2 separate regions of the Ovis aries genome follow, and region 1 is linked to region 2. The links are chromatin contacts, called in public Hi-C maps. All regions are on one chromosome and are shown on one strand. Each heading gives the region's core, a stretch centred on a gene start, on an enhancer-like site or on the middle of the called end of the contact. The rest is flanking DNA. Distances are from core to core; before and after follow the strand shown.

Region 1 (3,728 bases), core at 879-3,378, 650 kb after region 2:
CACTGAGTCGAAAGATTAAAGTTGGTTGTAAAAAGGGGTGGGGGACTGAGGGAGAATTATTGGTTGCTCAGCTAATGATTAGATACAGAACTTCAAGGACAAATTAAGAGGCACAAAAGAAAGAGTCACGCAGATAAGTGAAAACAGTTGCCGTGATATTGAAGAATAGACTGTTTATCTAATCTCCATTTCCATATTCAGCTCCATCTCAGCAGCCCCCTCCACCCCATTAGCCGCCCCCCAGTGAATTCCAAACTCCACTGAGAGGCACATCTGCAGATCAGAGTACCTCTAGGATCCAGGGTTCTCTTTCTCGCTTCCAGATCCACCCTCTCTCTTTCCTTAGTTGTCTGGGTGCCTCTTTTAATGAGGCTTTGACCGAGAAGAATGTGGGCATGAGATGAAGAGAATGAGTCTCTTTATTTTTTAATTTATTTTTTGGAAACATGCTGTCAACCCTTTGGGTGATTTCAAAAAATTCTTACTAAACACCACGCATCCCTTTTTTTCAGATCGACTCCACTCGTTTGCTCTGATTTGTCACCTTTTCCCATCCTGCCACTCCTCTCTCTCCTCTCATGTCCACAAACTGGGCTTGTCATTTCAGAAATTTTTCTCCCTTGTAAACTTGGTCTGGACAGGCAGCAACAAATATATATCCGTTTATTACAGAGCTGTAAGGAACAAGTGTAACGGGCTTCCTTAAGTGATGAAGTCAGTAAGAGCTCACAGACAAGGAACAGATTTCTCTTGGATGGAGGAGCTAGTGAAGCTGAGAAGGACACAGGCCCGGTACCTGCCTCTCCTCCACACCAAGGCCCTGGCCCCCTCACTGTGTGTTTTTGCAGGGGATCCTCCAGAGTGGTGTGGCTGCAGGGTTTCATTCTTCAATGCAAAAGCTTTCTCCATTGACTCCTAGGAACACAGTACAAAGATACACAAAGAAAATAGATCCCTCTGTATAAACACACAGTGGGAACTCTGACCCAAAAGGGCATTCATGCATGACAATAAGTAACACTGTAATTGGAAATAAAAATATTAACAGCAGGAAGAAACGTAACCCATACAGGTTTCCTACTAAGGATTTGAATACACATGCCTGTGGCCAATTTATTACTAATATTTAGAACTGAAATAATATAACTTAGAATCAGCTTAATAAAAATATCAGAGCCAGTCTCTCAGGCAACAAGTGTCAGAGCAGAGTCACATCCCCACAAGGACCAGTTTCTCCCTGATCTCTTATCTGATGATCCATATTCAAGATAGAAAATTAAATGTTCTTTCTGGACTATTCAGAAATTGATGGCACTTATAAAAATGTTCATTAAATCTGAGGCTGTGCAAGGCTTTTGGGATCGTGTTATCAGAACCATAAAAATCATCACCTTCTTGTCCGTGGCCAGCCTTGTCTCTCTAGATACTATAATCCAGAGAAAAATTAAGTTGCCGCCGAGTGTCTGTTTCTAGTAAATGTTGTTGTCAAGTCTGTGTGTTGAGAGGATGCTGCTGTCAGATTAGAGAGGCACAGGCTGTATGTGTTTGAGGACTTAGAGGGAGAATTTCATGAAGCTATTTCTAGGGCAACTCATTTGATCTGTTAAGAGGATGCTGTGGTATTTTCATCCTTTTCTTCAGCCTGGTTCTCTGGCCTCTGTTACCCAGAAGCGGTGGTCTCTGGAGTGTAGACAGAGAAGGGAAGCAGGTGCTTCAGCTCCCAGCATCTGGTTTAGATGACCACAATGCCAGCACACCTGCAGCCTGCTTTGCAGCCAAGTCTGGCCTCCCATTGTATTCGATCGGACTTTCTGCCTTGAGCAAGAAAAAAAGCATTGTTTATCAGATTTGCCAAAGGATCTCCGGGGAGGTGGAGAGAGACAGGATAAACAAACCTAAAACAAAACGCAAGTGTAAGCAAAGTGCTGGGAGACCTTGATTGTATGTGACTACCCAAGGTAATCTTTCAACCTGACACAAAGTAATTAAAAAAACTGATTGAGAGCGACAAACCTAGCGTTAGCACAGACCAAGAGAGTTTTCTAAAGGTCTTCCCAGAGAACTGATGCTACATAATGTTATCCAAACTCTGGTTCTCAGGCACAGGCAGAAATCAGACCACTTTTATTAAGGGTCTAATTTGTGCCAGACTTTGCACCATGCGGGTTAAAAGATGAGTGGTTACTTCCCTGTCCTAGAAAAAACTTACAAAGAAGATGATCTTGCTCCTTAGGAACCCAATGTTCCAAATGTTATGGACTTCATAATTCACATTTTGTAATAGTTTTTGCCCTGGGTGAACTGGATTCCTGCAAATCACACCGAAAGCAGTAAATTAGTTTAGCCTTCTCTAACTAAAGTAAGCAAGGCAAGCACAACTCATCCGACAATATATTAACACAACTTCATGACCAATATATTGTGACAACAATAAAATTAGTGAGCATCTTTCCAGAGACTCGGATAGTAGTTTAGAGATATCATATAAAATGTTTTGTTAGTATTAATGAATGATTCTGGAGGCCCTTTTTTCCCTTTCCTTTGTACAGAGCCCCAACTAGTGGAAAACTGGAAAACTGCACTTAAAGAGAAACTAAGACAACCACTGGTCTTCCCACAGGTAAGAGTCCATAGGGTCTTACAGATGCTGCTCTTTTGGGGGGGTGGAGATAAGGATAAGGTGTGAAAAGGAAAGAGAGGTGTGAAACTGGTTTAGACTTAGCTTTTCAGGGGGTAAAGGGCAAACTGGTACTGATGAAAACATGTACAATCTCAACATTTGAAATGACTCAATGCACTGTATCTATAGCTAACTTGAGAAAGGAAAATATTTCTTGGGTTCAGAACTTATTCTTCTTGAAGACGTCTTTTCAAAAGAAAGGGGAAGATACTCTGTGACACAAAATTGCATACATAGGAGGAAAAAGACCTGGTTTCACAAATAAAATGAGTTACGGTTGTGTCACACTAGTTCAGAAGAGAACAGATAAGAATGTGTCCACACTAGGGTGGGGGATGGGGAGGGGAGAAGAGAGGGTGGAGGCGCAAAGGGAAGGAAAGGATGGGAGTTGAATCTTTGGTGTTGTCCGGTTTTTAGTTTTGTTTGTTACCTCTCCATTTCAAGGAATCTTATTTTTGTGTTGACGTGTAAAGGAGTTTTGGCTCCCTTACCAAAAAGTACTAATAAAATGCAGGCAACCCTGAAAGGTTATAAAAATGTGAGATGAATTCATCAATCAGAGTGTAGTCTGTGCAACAGAGGTTTGTGGACAAGCTTTAGGGATTTCATGGAACTCCCTAACAGGATATGCAACTTCTTTGTGTGTGTGTGTCCATGTGCGTGTGTTCTCTGGATTTTATAGCCTTTACTGATTCTCAAAGGTGTCCATAAGCCAAAAGAAGAATAAGGAACATCACTGTTCAGCTATCTGCCCTTCCACAAAAACAGTCATATTTTAATGGATGCCCTTCAGAGTGACCTTAGCCTTCATAAAATTCTGTTCTTAAGAGAGGCCAAACAGAGAGAGAGAAATCCTCCAGTATCTCAAGAGCAGACTGCAGCCTTCTTGTTTTTCATGCACTGACTCTTTTACAGAAAGTGACAAGAAGTTTCCTATTGCATTTTGCCCTGGTGTGATGGCAGAGGGTACCTCCTCAAACCTCAATGTGACGTGTGTCCTCGAGCAGGTTCTGAGATGCTTGACGTCTGCTAACCAGCTTATTTCAGT
Region 2 (3,912 bases), core at 767-3,266:
GCGCTTGTGGAGTTTCAGGTGCACAAACTGGGTGAACTTGGCAGGACACACCTTGCACTGGTAAGGTTTCTCTCCGGAGTGGAGTCGCAGGTGGGTCTTGAGATTGCTGGTGCTGCTAAATCGCTTGTGGCAAACCTGCAGTGTGGGGAGGGAGGCAGAGAAGGGAGGATGGAGACCAGAAGGTTAAGAGCTGCCAAGGGGAGGTGCCAGCTGCCCACCCACACAGGACAACCTGGGAGGGGAAAGAAAACTCCCTGTGGCCCCTCACCGCAGCGTTAGGCAAATCGGGCAACGTGGGGACGCTCCCACAGGGTGGTGTTTCCCTCCCCGACCATTGTCCACCCAGTGGAAGCTGGCTGTCTCATCTCATCAGCAGCCTAAGGAAGGCAGAATTCTTGTGCTGGTTTAGGACACCAGGAGGGTGACTGCTGAGACACTGTCTGCAAAGATCGAAAGTTCTACCCAGAAAACACTGCCCACCTGGCATTCATGTGGCTTCTCTCCTGTGTGTACCAGGTAGTGTTTCTGCAGATGGGCAAGCTGAGTGAAGCCCTTGTTGCACGTCTGGCATTTGAAAGGTCGTTCTCCACTGTGCACTCTGAGGTGGACCTGGAAAGAAGCCACAACACCTTAGCTTGGCTCCCACTCTGCAGGCTGTGAGAGTGAATGTCCCGGCTCAAAGACTCAGGGCATTTAGGATGCAAACCTCTTAAGCATCAAGGTGAAGTCTTAGAACAAATCAAACCCCAATGTGAGTTTCAGAACACTCTGTCGTGTCTGAGCTAAAGAAAAGTCACAGGCTAGGCAGGGACTCCACACTGATCCTCTAGCCCAAACCTCAGATGTTTATTAATCAGAAGACACTTGGGGGAGGGGAAGTAACGGGTCCCAAGCTGCGTGGCCGACGATGCCATGCCTGGGTCTTACAGGGAAGAAACCGCAATCTACAACCCGCAGAAGGTTTAAGTACTCAGGCGCGCTGTGTGTCCTCCCGGGGACAGACCGCGCGTTGTGGGGGGTGGGGGTAGGGGGTGACCACGCCAGGCCTACCTTCAGATTTGAGAGCTGCCCGAAAGTCTTGGCGCAGACGTTGCACTCATACTTGATCTTGCCGTTCTGCTTCTTCAGCGGGTAGGGGAGCGTCTTGTAGCCAGTCATGTTTCTTTTGTTCTTGATGAGATTCACGGCCTCCTCGCCTCCGGGGGCCGCAGCGGCCGCTGAGGTAGCTTTGGGCTGCACCACGTGCTCGGCCGTGGCGGCGGTCCCGGCCGTCGGGGAGCCGCTGGTGGGGGTGCAGGCCTTGTCCTTCAGGCTGGCGGCCGCCCCGGGGAGGGAGAAGGCACTGTGCGGCGCGGGCACCAGCACCTCCCGGGGGTGCTCGGGCTGCAGCAGGCGGCGCGCCCCCTCTGAGGGCAGCGAGCTGGGGAGCGAGGCGGGCGCCAGCATCGGGGGAGGCAGGCCGCCCCCGCCCAAGAGGCTGCTGTACACCGGGTACAGCCTCGGGAAGAGGCCGAAGCTGTTGAGGCTGTTGATGTTGCCCACGGCAGCGCCCAGGCCGTTGCAGTTCATGCCGTAAGGGGGCAGCAGGAACTTGGGATAGTGCGCATTGTAGGAGGGGATGAAGGCGGGCGGCAGGTGGGTGGGCGGCCCGTAGCCGGCGAAGGAGCCCAGCCCCTCGGAGGCGGCCCCGTAGGGGGCATTCAAGTAGGCGTAGGAGTCGCGGGCCTCCTGGGGGCCGGGGGCCAGCGGCGACACCGTGTTCCCGGGGCTGCTGTGCGGGCTGCAGCTCTGCAGGCTCCGGTCCGGGCTGCTGCGCGCCGAGGGGCTGGGCGTCGCGGAGGACGGTATGGGGGAGTGAGTGACGTAGGGCGGCCGCTCCATCCCGTAGCATCCCAGGGGTGCTTTCAGAAAGTCTTCCGGGAGCGGGGCGCGAATCGGGTACACCACGCGCGGGTAGAAGGGCATCTCCGGGCTCCCGTCTTTCCTGAAGTCATCCGCGTCCTTCTCGGAAGTGAGGGGTGAAATGTTGGAGCGGTGCAGGTCCTTCCCTTTGGAAGGGCGGGAGTCCAGTTTCAGGATCTCTTTGACGCTGTACTCTCTCTTCGGGACACTCTTGGGGCACAGTTCATGCTTCTCAGTGCTCTGCTGCTTTGGACGGCCCTGGGTTTGTGCTGAAATAAAGAAAGGGTGATGATTACGCAGAGGGAGACAGAAAATTGAAGCGACATTGCCCAGGTTTCTCTCTCCTTGAGCAAACCTGAGCCCCAGCTTCCCCAAGAGGGCCACCTGGCTTCTCAACACCCACTCATTCTCAAAGGCTCATGCCACTCCAGTTCCTCCTCAGCAAAACCGGGTCACCGGTGGCATCAGTTGAATGAATAACATCGTTTGGATGACTGTTTCCACTGGTAGGAACCTCATGATAGAACAGTCCTGTTCAATCTAGAATAGGAGCGTATCTCCATGAAATACTGGGTGTGGGGTGTCACAGGTTAATAAAAGTCACAGTTTACCTAAAGGAAATCAGCACACCCTGTGAACCAGATGTGAAAGATGAAGACTCATTTCAAGTAATAAGCAGTCATCAATTTTCACCTCCATTCTTGTTTAATACGAATTTGATAAAATCCTTTTCAAACTGCCTCTGTCAAACCGATTAGCAAGGTGATGTGAACCCTTCCTCTGGATTTGCTGACAACACCAGAATTTCACTGAGGCTCCGGGTCTCACCAGGCTCCCAGTAATGCTGTCCCCCGGAATCACAAGGTGTTAGCTAGTCATCGCTGCCAAACCACAAATGGCACTTTCCGAGCCAGTTCAATTACTTAGAGCACCAAAGAAAACAGGCAGCGAAGATGAACACACTTATTCCAAAAGATGGCATATTATTACTCGGTAAATAGACTGTTGAGGAACAGCAGCAATGTTCTTAAACAGAGCCTGTTTACGACAGGTTCTCCAGGCCATGCCACAAGCACTGCTCCCTCCAAACTCGCAGAACGAAAGATGCTTTCGGGAAGACACCAACCAGCCAGAGCTGGGAAAACCGACGACTCCCTGCTCAGCCTTCCCTGGAAACCAAAAGTAAAATACAAGCTGCTTGGTTGGAGCTCTGGTTACTGGCTGGTAGGCACTCCAGCCTGCACACTTGCCCTCAGTGTAGGGAGAGATGAAGGATCAGCTGTGGGTTTGTATAGATGCCATGAGAGGCAGGAGAGCTCTTGGCCTCAGCCTGAGAAGAAGGCAGGCTCGGGGGACCTTGCTAAGCCTCCGTAAAAGCATCATTTTGTTGTCCCTGCTTGATTTAATGGAGAAGAACTCTAGGCTTGATTGATACCTGATAGGTCTAGAAATGAACTCTGTGGACTCCAGAGTCTGAACTCTTCAAATCCATTCTCTAGGCTGACAGGCTTGAGGGATTCGGTTCCAGTTTGAGAGCCCCCTCAGAATGTTATCTCTGCTGGCTGTTATCAGTTACTCCCGGGTGAGCCCGAAGCCCCAGAATAAACACAGCCCAGACACTATCAGGGAAGATGCTGATGGGGGCAGTGATGGAAAGCTTGTTGAGGGAGAGGGATTTCTGAAGCCATGAAACCAAAATAAATACCCCCTTATCAGGCCAATATCAGTCTTTCAGTGAGGCTCAGCAGGCAGGAAGTTCAAATTGTCACTTTTGTTTTTTAAAGCTGAAATGGTAAAAGAAGAGAGACAACTAAGTTGGAAAGCTGATAGGCAAGGCATCTCACAGCCACAGGAGGGAATTTTGAGGCAAAAAAAGAATGATTTGGAGGCAACCATATAGGCTCAGGTTTAAAAAAAAAAGATATAACCCTAAAAAAAAAAGAAAACACAGAAACTTCACCATCACAACTTTCTGCCATTTTTATGTGGCAAATTACATCTAAGTCTCCT

The links. Hi-C and Micro-C count contacts between places; a contact is called where the count stands out from the background.
Region 1: a Hi-C map of hypothalamus shows a contact between it and region 2, with 3 times the contacts expected there. The contact joins two enhancer-like sites. A contact is called at or near these places in 5 of 16 Hi-C or Micro-C datasets (hypothalamus, muscle, omental adipose tissue and 1 more).

The regions. Positions count from the first base shown.
Region 1 is chr8:31,772,528-31,776,255 of ARS-UI_Ramb_v3.0, forward strand. It overlaps PREP (prolyl endopeptidase), which reads left to right. Exons shown (of 20, transcript XM_060419550.1): 4 at 2,550-2,620; 5 at 3,596-3,728. Among named protein-coding and RNA genes, the nearest start is that of PREP, 360 kb to the left of the region's middle. Within about 2 kb of position 2,129, at least 6 of the 54 cell types and tissues checked have an H3K27ac peak or open chromatin away from gene starts, as enhancers often do. A contact at or near this core is called in hypothalamus, where this site is marked.
Region 2 is chr8:31,125,570-31,129,481 of ARS-UI_Ramb_v3.0, forward strand. PRDM1 (PR/SET domain 1) reads right to left here. Exons shown (of 7, transcript XM_004011238.5): 5 at 1,051-2,171; 6 at 481-609; 7 at 1-135. Among named protein-coding and RNA genes, the nearest start is that of PRDM1, 18 kb to the right of the region's middle. Within about 2 kb of position 2,017, at least 12 of the 54 cell types and tissues checked have an H3K27ac peak or open chromatin away from gene starts, as enhancers often do. A contact at or near this core is called in hypothalamus, where this site is marked.